3 separate regions of the Danio rerio genome follow, and regions 1 and 2 are each linked to region 3. The links are chromatin contacts, called in public Micro-C maps. All regions are on one chromosome and are shown on one strand. The core of a region is the stretch at or near the end of the contact, and the rest is flanking DNA. Distances in the headings are between cores, read along the strand shown. Region 1 holds the start of irx6a (iroquois homeobox 6a). Region 2 has its middle 51 kb from the start of irx6a. Region 3 holds the start of irx5a (iroquois homeobox 5a).

The links. A called contact is a pair of places that touch in the nucleus more often than the background predicts.
Region 1: a Micro-C map of caudal fin shows a contact between it and region 3, with 7 times the contacts expected there. The contact joins the promoter of irx6a here to the promoter of irx5a in region 3. A contact is called at or near these places in 8 of 18 Hi-C or Micro-C datasets (caudal fin, embryo, fibroblasts and 3 more) and 2 of 4 datasets of contacts at active chromatin or transcription factors (caudal fin and embryo).
Region 2: a Micro-C map of caudal fin shows a contact between it and region 3, with 5 times the contacts expected there. The contact joins the enhancer-like site here to the promoter of irx5a in region 3. A contact is called at or near these places in 1 of 18 Hi-C or Micro-C datasets (caudal fin) and 2 of 4 datasets of contacts at active chromatin or transcription factors (caudal fin and embryo).

Annotation. Positions count from the first base shown.
Region 1 is chr7:35,625,593-35,629,425 of GRCz12tu, forward strand. irx6a (iroquois homeobox 6a) reads right to left here and starts at 1,272. Exons shown (of 7, transcript NM_001023575.2): 1 at 945-1,272; 2 at 1-175. The coding sequence starts at 1,010. LOC110439935 (a long non-coding RNA gene) reads left to right here. Exons shown (of 2, transcript XR_002459227.2): 1 at 1-259; 2 at 1,871-3,614.
Region 2 is chr7:35,676,150-35,679,875 of GRCz12tu, forward strand. No RefSeq gene overlaps it. Among named protein-coding and RNA genes, the nearest start is that of irx6a, 51 kb to the left of the region's middle. Within about 2 kb of position 1,427, at least 4 of the 62 cell types and tissues checked have an H3K27ac peak or open chromatin away from gene starts, as enhancers often do. A contact at or near this core is called in caudal fin, where this site is marked.
Region 3 is chr7:35,819,583-35,823,130 of GRCz12tu, forward strand. irx5a (iroquois homeobox 5a) reads right to left here and starts at 1,938. Exons shown (of 3, transcript NM_001045227.1): 1 at 1,413-1,938; 2 at 1-380. The coding sequence starts at 1,655.

The DNA.
Region 1 (3,833 bases), core at 22-2,521, 190 kb before region 3:
GGGAGCCGTACATCCCGAGCGCGGCGTTGAGCTCCGTCCGTGTACTCGCCAGCAGCCGGTTCTCATAGGAGGGACAGCAGAAGGAGGCTGCGGTCTGCGATGCGCTCGATCCTTCTGTCACCGACCTGGATATCGAATCGCAGCAAGTCGTACTGGGGGTTGCCGACACGAAAAACTGCATGAAGAAAATTGTGGATAAACATGACTTTTTTATTTGCGTTTCAAAGCAGGCGTTTCCGTAGTTTGAAAAAGAATTAAGGTAAGATGGAGCTGCTCTGTGGTAAAGCAGCTCTTTTTCTTTGGAGACCGATTGCAATTATTTTCATTCATTCGTTTTATTCATAAAGATAATCCTATAGTTTAACTGAATTGAGACTTTGTGTAAATGACTTAAAAATAAAAAGGCAAAGGGTTTGTCTTACTTAATTTTTCAAAAAGTGATTTTGTCAAAGCTGAAAGTAAACTTTCTAAGTTTTGCCTCAGGACAGGAGAAGTTAAGTGAGCGCGGCTTATTTTGACAATTAAACAATCTGTCGACTTTAAATAAAACTTGAGTTTGACTTAAGTCATGTTGTCGAAATTATCTATGTTATCAGTAAATCTGTAATTAGTTTATACACAGAGACGGCAAAGGCTACCGGCAAAGGGAGGAGTCTCGCTCTCACTAAACAATTACACCGTAAAGGTAATTTACACGTTTACAACAACACGTGAGGTCATTTATAATTCAAATAACCCATTACTATAAATATTGACAAACCCACGATAACGTCTAACTTTAGTTTAGGACTTACTTAGTGACAGAACAATCTGCTGCTACCTAGTGTTAGTTCCTGAGATCCAGGGAGTATGACAGAATGTGGAAAAAGAAAACAAAACGCACACAACGATGTACACGCTTAATAGCCATCTACATTAAAAAAATATATAATTTGCATGCTTACCTGAGAAGTTGCATTGTAAGGATATCCAAACTGAGAGAAGGACATAGCTGCTTCTTTTGTTACCATAAGCAATATTCTTCTCCTGCTGATCGATTGAAACCAAATCTACTTCAAATCCACCGTCTTACACACATTTCCACACTCGGCCTTTCGCTCAATAATAGATGACTGCACTTAACTGGGAAGCACTGAGGATGTTTACGCCAGCCCTAGTTTTATATGTATAGATAATCCCCTTAAGGAAATGAGAAATTAGAGTTAAGCTTCATCAAGTACAAAAATATTGTTGTTAAACAGCTGTAGAAAGCTTAAAGGATAACGTAAGACTTGCAAGATATGAACTTGTGGTTGTGCTATTATTTGTGCCTCTATAGTTCTTTAGAATTCATCCATGCACGGGTATCAGTGTGACGTCATTCTAATCCCGGGACGGCGAGGATAGAATGATGTGTTTGCCAATCACGTCATGCTTCGCGCTTTTCTTGAGGTGTGTTTTGCACACCCCTGTCCCCTGTTTTCCCCCTTTCTGTTCTTTTCTAACATTAGTGTATTATTAGACTTAGAGCCCTTAAAAGTATTTCAAACAGCCACTGAATAAATATAAAAAATAATTTTGAAAAAAAAATTATGTAATTCATATATATCACTTTCACAATAATACAAAAATAAATCAGCTTTTTTTAAAACAATATTTTGCATATTAATATAAAAACAGCATTTAATGCCAGATATTGTTTTATTATCCGTGACTATGCCATGTGTCAATATTTAGGTTTATCATGTAAATTATTTTAAGGTTAAGATAATATATTACCGTTTTAGACCGAATTATACTTTTTAAATTAATCTATTTTCTTTAAATATATATGATCTAATAATATTAGTAGCCTATATGTTCCCGATTTTCTTATTATTATACATTTCAGACACTGTCCCGCTGATGCGCAAATGAACTGAAGAGGAATCTACAGGACCCTTGCTCGCATCTGTCTGGCCGATCAGAGGTCCGACCTGATGTTAATTGCGATGATGTTTCCATCTCTCTCTATTAGAGAGAGGGCCAGTCCCGGCAGACGTGAAGAGAACCTCTGGCAGGTCAACAGAAAACTGATTGATGCGTATCTCGGGACCTACGCGACCATTACGAGAAATGCGTAATTGCATCAATTAACAAATGGATATGGCCTTGTTTAACCAGCGAGTTACACCGTGAAAATATGCCTTTGAGGTGAAATTAGACGATCAGAATGGAACTGAGAGAGAGAGAGAGAGAGAGAGAGAGAGAGAGAGAGAGAGAGAGAGAGAGAGAAATTAGCTGAATCTCTCAAGTCTAATTATACGGTAGTGGGAGGCGACGGGAACAGCATTCTAATTGAAGGATGCGTACTTGAAAGGGATGGTAGAAATATCGCTCCCTCACGCGGAATAAGTCTGGATAAAGGGTAACACATGCAGTTTTATTAAATGTTTTAGACAATATAATTAGAAGACCCCATTTACTCTCCCTCTCTCTCTTTCTCTCCCTTGGTTTCTATTGTTTTTTTTTTATTTTAAGCTAATGACATTGCATCATTGTATAGACACCACCTACCCAAGACAAACATGTTTTAATACTATAGATTTAGTTTATACCATTATTTTATTGCCGTTAGAGCCTAAGAAAGTTTTGCTTGTTGATCTGAAATGTCTAGGACACGTGGTCCTACAGTCAAGACACACTTATCTAAAGTACTCATCTAAAGGTTTAACTTCATTGTGAAGTATTGTTATATAATTAAGTCTATATGTGACTTAAAAGAGCTGAATGGCTGTCCTCGCGCATCATCATCGTTCACGAGCAGCAGAGCAGCAGTGCTTGCGCGGTCGCTTCCAAACGCGTGGAAATCCGTGACCATTTGATCGTTTTCACTGATAATATGAGAGGCATAGTTCAGTGACCCTGCTTTGAAAGGACGAGAGTCCTGTCCCAGATGATCTCTTTGCTATTACAGGCTCACTCTTCGAGAGGCGCCAGAGAGCTGCGAGTAAGTGAACGGCGCCGATGGAGCAGGTAAACCGTAATGACGAGAGTGTTCAGGCCCATCAAGAGTCGCGTTCAGTTCAGGTCACCGCCGTCCCTGTATGTTCTGTGGCGAGTGTGTTACAAAGAAAACAGGGAAAATACAGATGTTTTGCTTATGAGCTATTTTATTTATCTGAAGGAAGTCAATTAAACTGGCTATTTGCCCCAAAATAAAACTTTAGTCATTTACTTATAATCATGTCGTTCCAAACCGTTTGACTGTATTTTTGTATCGCGAACAGCTAAAGACTGTTTTGAAAAACTTTTGTCAAAATATATCCCACAGAAGATTTGCTTTAAAAAAAATGAATATTTTGTGTAATTTTTTCCTGTGAGTTATCCCATGCCATTAATTTGCATTTAAGCTACTCTTTGTTCCTGCCATATATTGTCTTACTTCATAAACTCTACAATGAAAAAATAGAAGGATAACACAATGCAATTTTATAGACTATAACACATTTTGACAAAGTGTTGACTAAACAAATTGACCCTATTAAATTGTGACAGTCAGTCTGTCTGTCTATTCGTCCGTTCTTCCGTTTGTCTGTCTGTCTTGACTAGATATTTGAATCTAAAACTCAAATCTAATAAATCTATTAAATCCACTAAGTTGCTTTTCAAGTAAGCTTATAATTATTTTTCCATTATTGCACATTCAAAACCTTAAATATGTAAGTTAGACCCCAAGTGTCAATCAAGGTGGAAAATATTGAGGATTTTCACAATTCAATAATCCGCGCTTATTTATATATAGATCACTTATTGTAGTGACTTTCCAACAAATCTCTCATGTTACAAGCACAATCAGAGATAGAAGAATCAAA
Region 2 (3,726 bases), core at 177-2,676, 140 kb before region 3:
CACTTGCCATTTGGGACCACACCATAGATCAAGTCTTTCCTTCTCTTCATTTTATATTCAGAATTATTCACTTTTGAGCTTCTTTTCAATGCCCAAGATGCACAATCAACACTTTTGCCCTCTTCACTGCGACTACTACCATACAGCCTGTGTGACATTATATCATCAAAGTCTAGACTTGGATGAAGACCGTAGAGCTGACTCAGCATTGTTATTCGGGACCTCGAATATCTGATTTTCACAAGAGATGCTCTGTAATTAAATTGCTGAACTGCTGATTGCTCTGTTTTTAACAGTGATATTTTAACAGTAATGAGGGGTTTATTGTGCTTCTTCCACATACTGGAATTCATTCCCTCTTTTCATGGCTGACTTCTATTTAAATCTACATCTGCCAGCTGAAGGGTAAATTTTGTTTGACCTTTCGGACAGCTCATCTTCCTGTTCTGAGCCCTTGTAGTCTCCAAGAAAGAGAAAGAGTTGGTCCCAGGGAGGTTGTGAATGTGAGGCCGACTCGTTTGCCTGCTTATGTGCCTGAATTTTGCCTTTGGCCTTTTCTGGATACTTCCATCTCTTCTGCTTAGCGCTCTAGGATTTTATGTGTTGAAGTAAAAAGTGTAAAAGTCAGTGTTTGGTCTTGATGTTCAAAACTGTAGTCATCTGGGAGCCCATAAATGACTGTCATTTTCTCTGGCGCACAAATAAAGAGCCGTCTATCACATGTAATTCAATCCGATTGTAATTCAAGTCTTTTTATTGCATTTAAAAAATTCGAAAGTTTACCGCTTATTGTTGTTACCCCAGGCTAAACAAAATATACATCACTGATCTAAGACACTTTAACGCTCCTCTGAGCTGAGCTTGAAATATGACTTATGGACAATATTGATGTCTTTGAGCGCCATGTACAAAGGAGGAAGTCGAAAAATACTGCTAGAAATGTCTGAATTATGAATTCTTGTTTTGACTTGTTTCAGATGATCACTTCAGACTCAGTTTGAAGAACAAGCTTGAACTTGAGCCAAGGTTGAATGTTCCGCCACAACATAAAGTAGTTGAGTGTTCTCTGTGCTCGTGAGTTACTGCGGTATCGTTCTCCTTTGTTTTTATTGAGTTTGCTTTTGTCAGGCCCTTCTAGAGTTTCACCGGAGAGAATCAGCATGATCAAAAACGGATTCCCTTTATACTTTCAGCTGCTTCTCCAAGACCAGAGGCCTGTCAGTCAGATGCAAGGAAAGAAAGAAGGAAAGAAAGCAAGAAGGAAGGAAGGAAAGAAAGAAAGAAGAGGCCTGTTGAACAGATGGAGGTTAGATCTCTCTGGCTGTGTTCCCACAGGTTTGATGTTGTCAAGAGTTTCTCTCCTGTCTGGCTCAGTAACACAGAGTGCCTCTGTTTATGGGGATATGATCATGTGTGATGCGTTAGGACGTTGGAACTTAATTCGAGTGGGCCTGTGGAAATGTTTTACCTCTGTAGTGTTTTCTACCCTGTAGTATGACCCTCAATCTGTGGATCTAAACTGGAGAGAAGACCAATCGAAAATTAAGTGCAGGGAAAGTATGAAAGTGAGAATGGGAGAGACAGTATCATGATTCCCAAGGAAATCAGAGAACGTGTCCATGTTTTTGTGTGTGTGTGATCTCTGTCTGAGTCTCTGGTAGACTTGTAAACACACCCCCTTGTGGTTGGCAGAGGGATAACACTCTCCTTCCCTCTCCTCACTTGTCCCAGTCTCTGCCTAGAACACATTATGTCCGGACATTGTGCCAAAATACTGCTTCTGGAGGCTTGTCTGGCTATAAATCATGCAGGGATCGGTGTTAAAAGAAGGCACAGGCCAAAGAGATGCATGCTGTGAGGGCATCTGTACTGGCTGGCGCAATCACTTTATGATAGACAGCCATACCAGATCCGCAAAATGCATCACTTTGACAAGTAATTCAGGTAAATCTTCTGATTAATCATCTGGTTGAGTAATGTAAAAAATAAATGTGCTTGCTGAACACTTTATTAGGTACACCTTGCTAGTACTGGTTTGGAATGCCTTTTTGTCTTCAGAACTGCCTTCTTTTTTTTGGCATAGGCTCAGCAAGGTGCTAAAAACATTCCTCAGACATTTTCTCCGTATTGACATGATAGCATTGTGCAGAACTGTAGATTTGATTCCTGCAGAATCTCCCATTCTACCACATCTCAAAGTTGCTTTGTTAGACTGAGATCTGGTGAGTATAGTGAACTTGCTGTCATGTTCAAGAATCCAGCTTGACATGATTTGAGCTTGCATTATACTGTTAGAATGGTCTTCAAAAGATGGTCAGACAGTGGGATGAATGTGGTCAGAAACAATATTCAGGTAAGCTACAGCAGTTTAATGATGCTCAGTTGGCTCTAATACACATTCAATCTAACTTCACGGTATACCTTTATTATTAGCTACTTAATGAATTAATTTAAATATTAACCCATTAAATATGATATTGTTTTGGGAATGTAAGAACATTTTAAATACAGTAACTGTTTGCTTATTATTCAGGTAGTATATTAAATAACTTTTAATTCATAACTGTAGAAAGTTATTGCTTTTTGGCCATGACTATGTATTTATTAATGAGTTACTTTAGTGTGGAAACTTGTTAATAATGTATCTTAATATTGCATATACCAGATTTTTTTGTCAGCAACTGGGTTCTGATGCTGGCTATATGTTATATTTGAGTACAGATATCAGACTAACCAGGTATACCTTTCTCAAACATGAATCTTATGCTGAAATATTAAATTCTACCCATTCTATTTGAAGGCAGGGTACTTTTGTGGCAACAACCACAACATTCTTATGCACATATACATATGCATAAGTATAAAAAAACAAAGCATTGTGGCAAAAATATAAAGTTTTTTTTTTGTGTGTGTGTGTTTGTGTGTGTATAACACGTTTGCATATAGTAGAATAAATATGCAGAAACAGCAGATGCACCCAGAATAGCAAGTGTTTGAAATTTACATTTTTGAACATGAAATAGTCCGATATTCCAAAAAAAAAAAACTAATTTTAAAGGTTTATTGTTCCAGCACTCCGCTTGAATGGCTTCATATTTTTCTGATGTAGCACAGGTACTGATCTCGTGGATTTCAACCTATTAAAAAGCAAGGGAAGAACGAAAATAAAAAAACACAGATGTTTGGAGTTGGCCAGGAGCCAATGTCAGTGTCTGTGGAACTGTATTTGACAGTGTTTGATTCATCCTGTTCACCCTATAGGTCAGGGTGGACAGATATCTGTGTATGTCCGTGTAGGGAAATGTTCTGAGCAGAGTGAACTGCTTCCTGATGCGGGCTGCCCTGTCAGAGGTTAAAAGGTAGCATCGTTTTTTCGGTTGGACTTTGAATGTGGATTTCTTTCTCTATTTTTATTTTTCTGCCTCTCGATCTCACTCTCCTTTCTTCTTCCTTTATCACTCTCTCTATATAAAATGTCTAATTCATCTGGGTCTAATGCTCGGCCGAAGCATCAGTATTCATCTTGCTCTCTCTTCTCTTTCCACCTCTTCCCCTTGTGTTTGTTTTTATACTATGGGGGTATGATAGCTGTTTAATAATTCATTTTTAGAGTGTATACCCATGCAATGAGAAATTCTGATTCATCCTTAGAGTTGCCGGCTGCCCGCTTCTTGCATCATTTAGGCTGGAGAGTAAGCCACGGCTCGCTAGCGCTCTTTGGAGTTT
Region 3 (3,548 bases), core at 688-3,187:
TTGTCCGTGGGCTTGTTTGGCTCGTCGTCGTCGTTTTTCTCTAGATCAATGTTTTCGTCCTCCTCCTCGTCTTCACTCCGGTTCCGTGGGGTCCAGGTCATCTTGTTCTCCTTTTTTAGCCTCCTCCTGGCGTTGGCGAACCAGGTGGACACTTGAGTGAGGGTCATTTTAGTGATGATGGCCAGCATGATCTTCTCGCCTTTGGTGGGGTACGGGTTTTTCCGGTGCTCGTTAAGCCAAGCTTTCAAAGTAGCTGTGGCGTCCCGGGTAGCATTCTTGCGGTAAGCTGGGTCTCCATACGGGTACGAGCCCAGGGGAGCAGCATAAGGATGATACCCTATAGACCCGGCCATGCCTGTCGTGTGGTCATAAGGTGAGCTCTGCAAAGAGCCAAACCAATTGTTTCATTAGCAAAATATCACTTTGGACACCTGCGCACAATGCAGGATTGCTTTCAAATCGCTTACACAAACACTCAAAAGCCAGCATAAACAAACACACACACTTACGCACACACACATGCATGCCACATGTACACACTTTACGTCTAATTAATCGAAATTGTAAGTACAAGGCCGCGGGGTCACGTATTTTATCGTTTAATTTTGGCTAGATGCCTCATTTCACCCAAAAAGAATGACTGTAAAATACATTTTTACAACTTTCTTTCCAAATCCCCCTTCTTTGTTAATGATCATAAATCTCATTTCGACAGCTTTACTGACTTTTGACTATGTTTATTTTCAGATTAGCCAGCTAATTAGAAGTTACAGCTTTATGTAGGGTCATCTGACAGCGTGTTGACCAGAGCTGGCCTACGTGTGCGCAACCCACATTTAAATAGCCGGTAAAACATGTTTCCTTTAAGTAGCTTATTTGACTAAATACACGCCTGAGACAAATTGGAACAACTGATAATTTATTCTCTTTGATATCAGAAATATTCATCACAGACCAAATAGTTGAAGAAATCACGTTGTCACAAATGACAACATAAATAACATCAATTGTTAAATGGTTGTTCTTTTGCCTTCAGTAAATAATTTAAATTATGTGTGCGTGTTTTTTTCTGTTTGCATTTAATACTTTGCATTTGTTTTCAATAAAATATCCTCGTGCACTTTATCAAATGTTTATTTGAAAACAATTTGTTTTTTCACTTTATTATTATTATTAATAATAATAATAATAATAATAATAATAATAATAATAATAATAATATTTTACTACATTATGATTTAAAGTGACATGAAACCCAGCCACATTCCGCGAATGCATATTTGATTGCTAAAACCGCAAATGTTGCGCAAATGATTAGTGCAGCACAATATCAATAACAACGAAGCGTAAAAATGTATTTTGCCAACTTTCCAGAAGTAGAAACTAAACAAGAGAGTAAAAAGCGCACTCACCACATAAGAGGTGAAAGTAGCAGCGGCGGCCGCATCAGCACTGTACGGGAGATGGGAATTGTAGCCTGGCGAGGCGCTGGTGAACGCTGTAGATCCGGCATAGGGAGCGAAAGCAGAGCCAGAGGAAGATCTCCCTAGCTCCTCTGTCCGGGGTCCCGAAATCACGCTTGTACTGTAGGCAGGACACGAATAGAGTGCCAAAGAGGCGGATGGCTGATACAAGTAGCCCTGAGGGTACGCCATGGTGAAGATCCAAATATAAGCTTCTCACTTGAGTTCTTCTCCCTCAAACTCTCACGCGCTCGCCGCGCTCGCTCATAGAGTTCCGAGTAAACAGACCTCCGTCCTGTCCTCCTCGCGTCTAGCAGTGATGGAAATTAAAGAGAACGACGATTGCATAGACTTCACACTCGTTAATCAGTCGTTGTCAGACTCGCTCGCGGATTTTCGAGGCGCTCTCTCACCCTCTGAGCGCTCTGTGACTCTCATGCCGAGCGCGCGGGACAAGTTTTTTGCTCTCAGATGGGGCTTTGCTTCGGAGAGTGTCCTGCCAGGATGCTAAGTTGAAAACTGAGGATTCTGACGCCTACTATGAGCCTCTCGCTCCTCCTCTCGGGGTGTAGTCATCGAAAGAAAAGGCAAACTGGAGCTGGGTTACAGCAGCCCAGCCTGAATCGATTCTCTCTCTCTCTCTCTCTCTCTCTCTCTCTCTCTCTCTCTCTCTCTCTCTCTCTCTCTCACTCACACACACACACACACACACACACACACAGCATTCGTACCCTGGCACTCACTAACAATCTCCCCCGCTATCCCCCTATTTTTGTCTCTAACAAGCCTCATTGCCTTAGACTGAGCAGCTACAGCCCCTGGATGGCGGTCTCATGCGAGCCAGTGCATCAACTTCAACTTTCCTCATTTTCTAAATAGACGAAGCTTTCATTTTCACACGATTAATACCAAATGGACTGTTATCTTCCTGGGACGGCTTGCCAGATACAACAGGAGACGCTACAAGTACTGTTTGCAGCTCTTCACCCAGCTCGGTTCTGAGCGTTCATTGTGCGCTTGTTTGACGCGTGTAGATATCTATAATTTTACTAAGAAGACGCGACAGTCGGTAATGCATCGAGCCGTCGTGTCAGCTGAACGCGGGCAGGTTTTGACGTTGTGTTCTTTGGTTTTGTAAATTATGGAGACTTTTTGGAGAGGGAGATTATATTGCTTAATTTTACCCTATAAACATATCGCTATGTGTTTTCTTTTTACAGAAACAAAGCTGTTAACAAAGACTGCATGCGCGCTTAGATCAATTCTCAGCGGTAAGAAAGTGAAGAAGTAACTTTTGACAGGTGTTAACTGATTTGTCCGCTGGACAGTTTTCGCCTTAGATCCCGGAACAAACCAGATCTTCTTCTCCTTTACACCAAAGCCCCAAGCGCAGACAGATTAAGACCATATGAACCACGGCAAATCCACCACGACCAGGGGCTCTAAGCCCCTTTGATTCAAACAGATATATTCCTCTGCGGTGGAAGATCTCTTCGTGCATTTTATTCTGTTTGCCGTCAAACTAAATTGTGTGCGTCCATGTTAACAATGGAGATATATTAGTTTAGGTAGCTAAAATGCATTTTGTACTAATCCGATAATCAACAAATAAACATAACTGAGAAACTTAATAAAAGAGCAAGCTGAATTGAATGCCATGTTCATCATTATTTTCTTAATTTAAATGCCGTACACAAGCATTCACACAAGTGGTGAAATTGGCCACAAAGTTGCATTATTAATTTAGCATTATTTACCATATATTTCCCCTATTGCCAGGTAAGCCGGTGAATGCATACAATACTAATCATAAATAATAATAAAAAGCTTAATCTAAACAAATAAGTAAAGTCAATGATCTGGCTCACTTGTTAAAGTCTTTGTGAGCCGAAAGGGATCGCTGTAGGCGCTTCTACAGAGTGTGTGCATGAGGTCACGTGCTACTGCTCTCTCAAGAGTGAAGAATGATGACGCTCAAACTCAGTGGACAAATGTTAAGTTCAAAGCAAAACAAACTGGAGAAGTGCGAAACTCCGCGTTGTCGACTGCGATATTGAATATGTTTGTGTTGTATCTGCACCACCC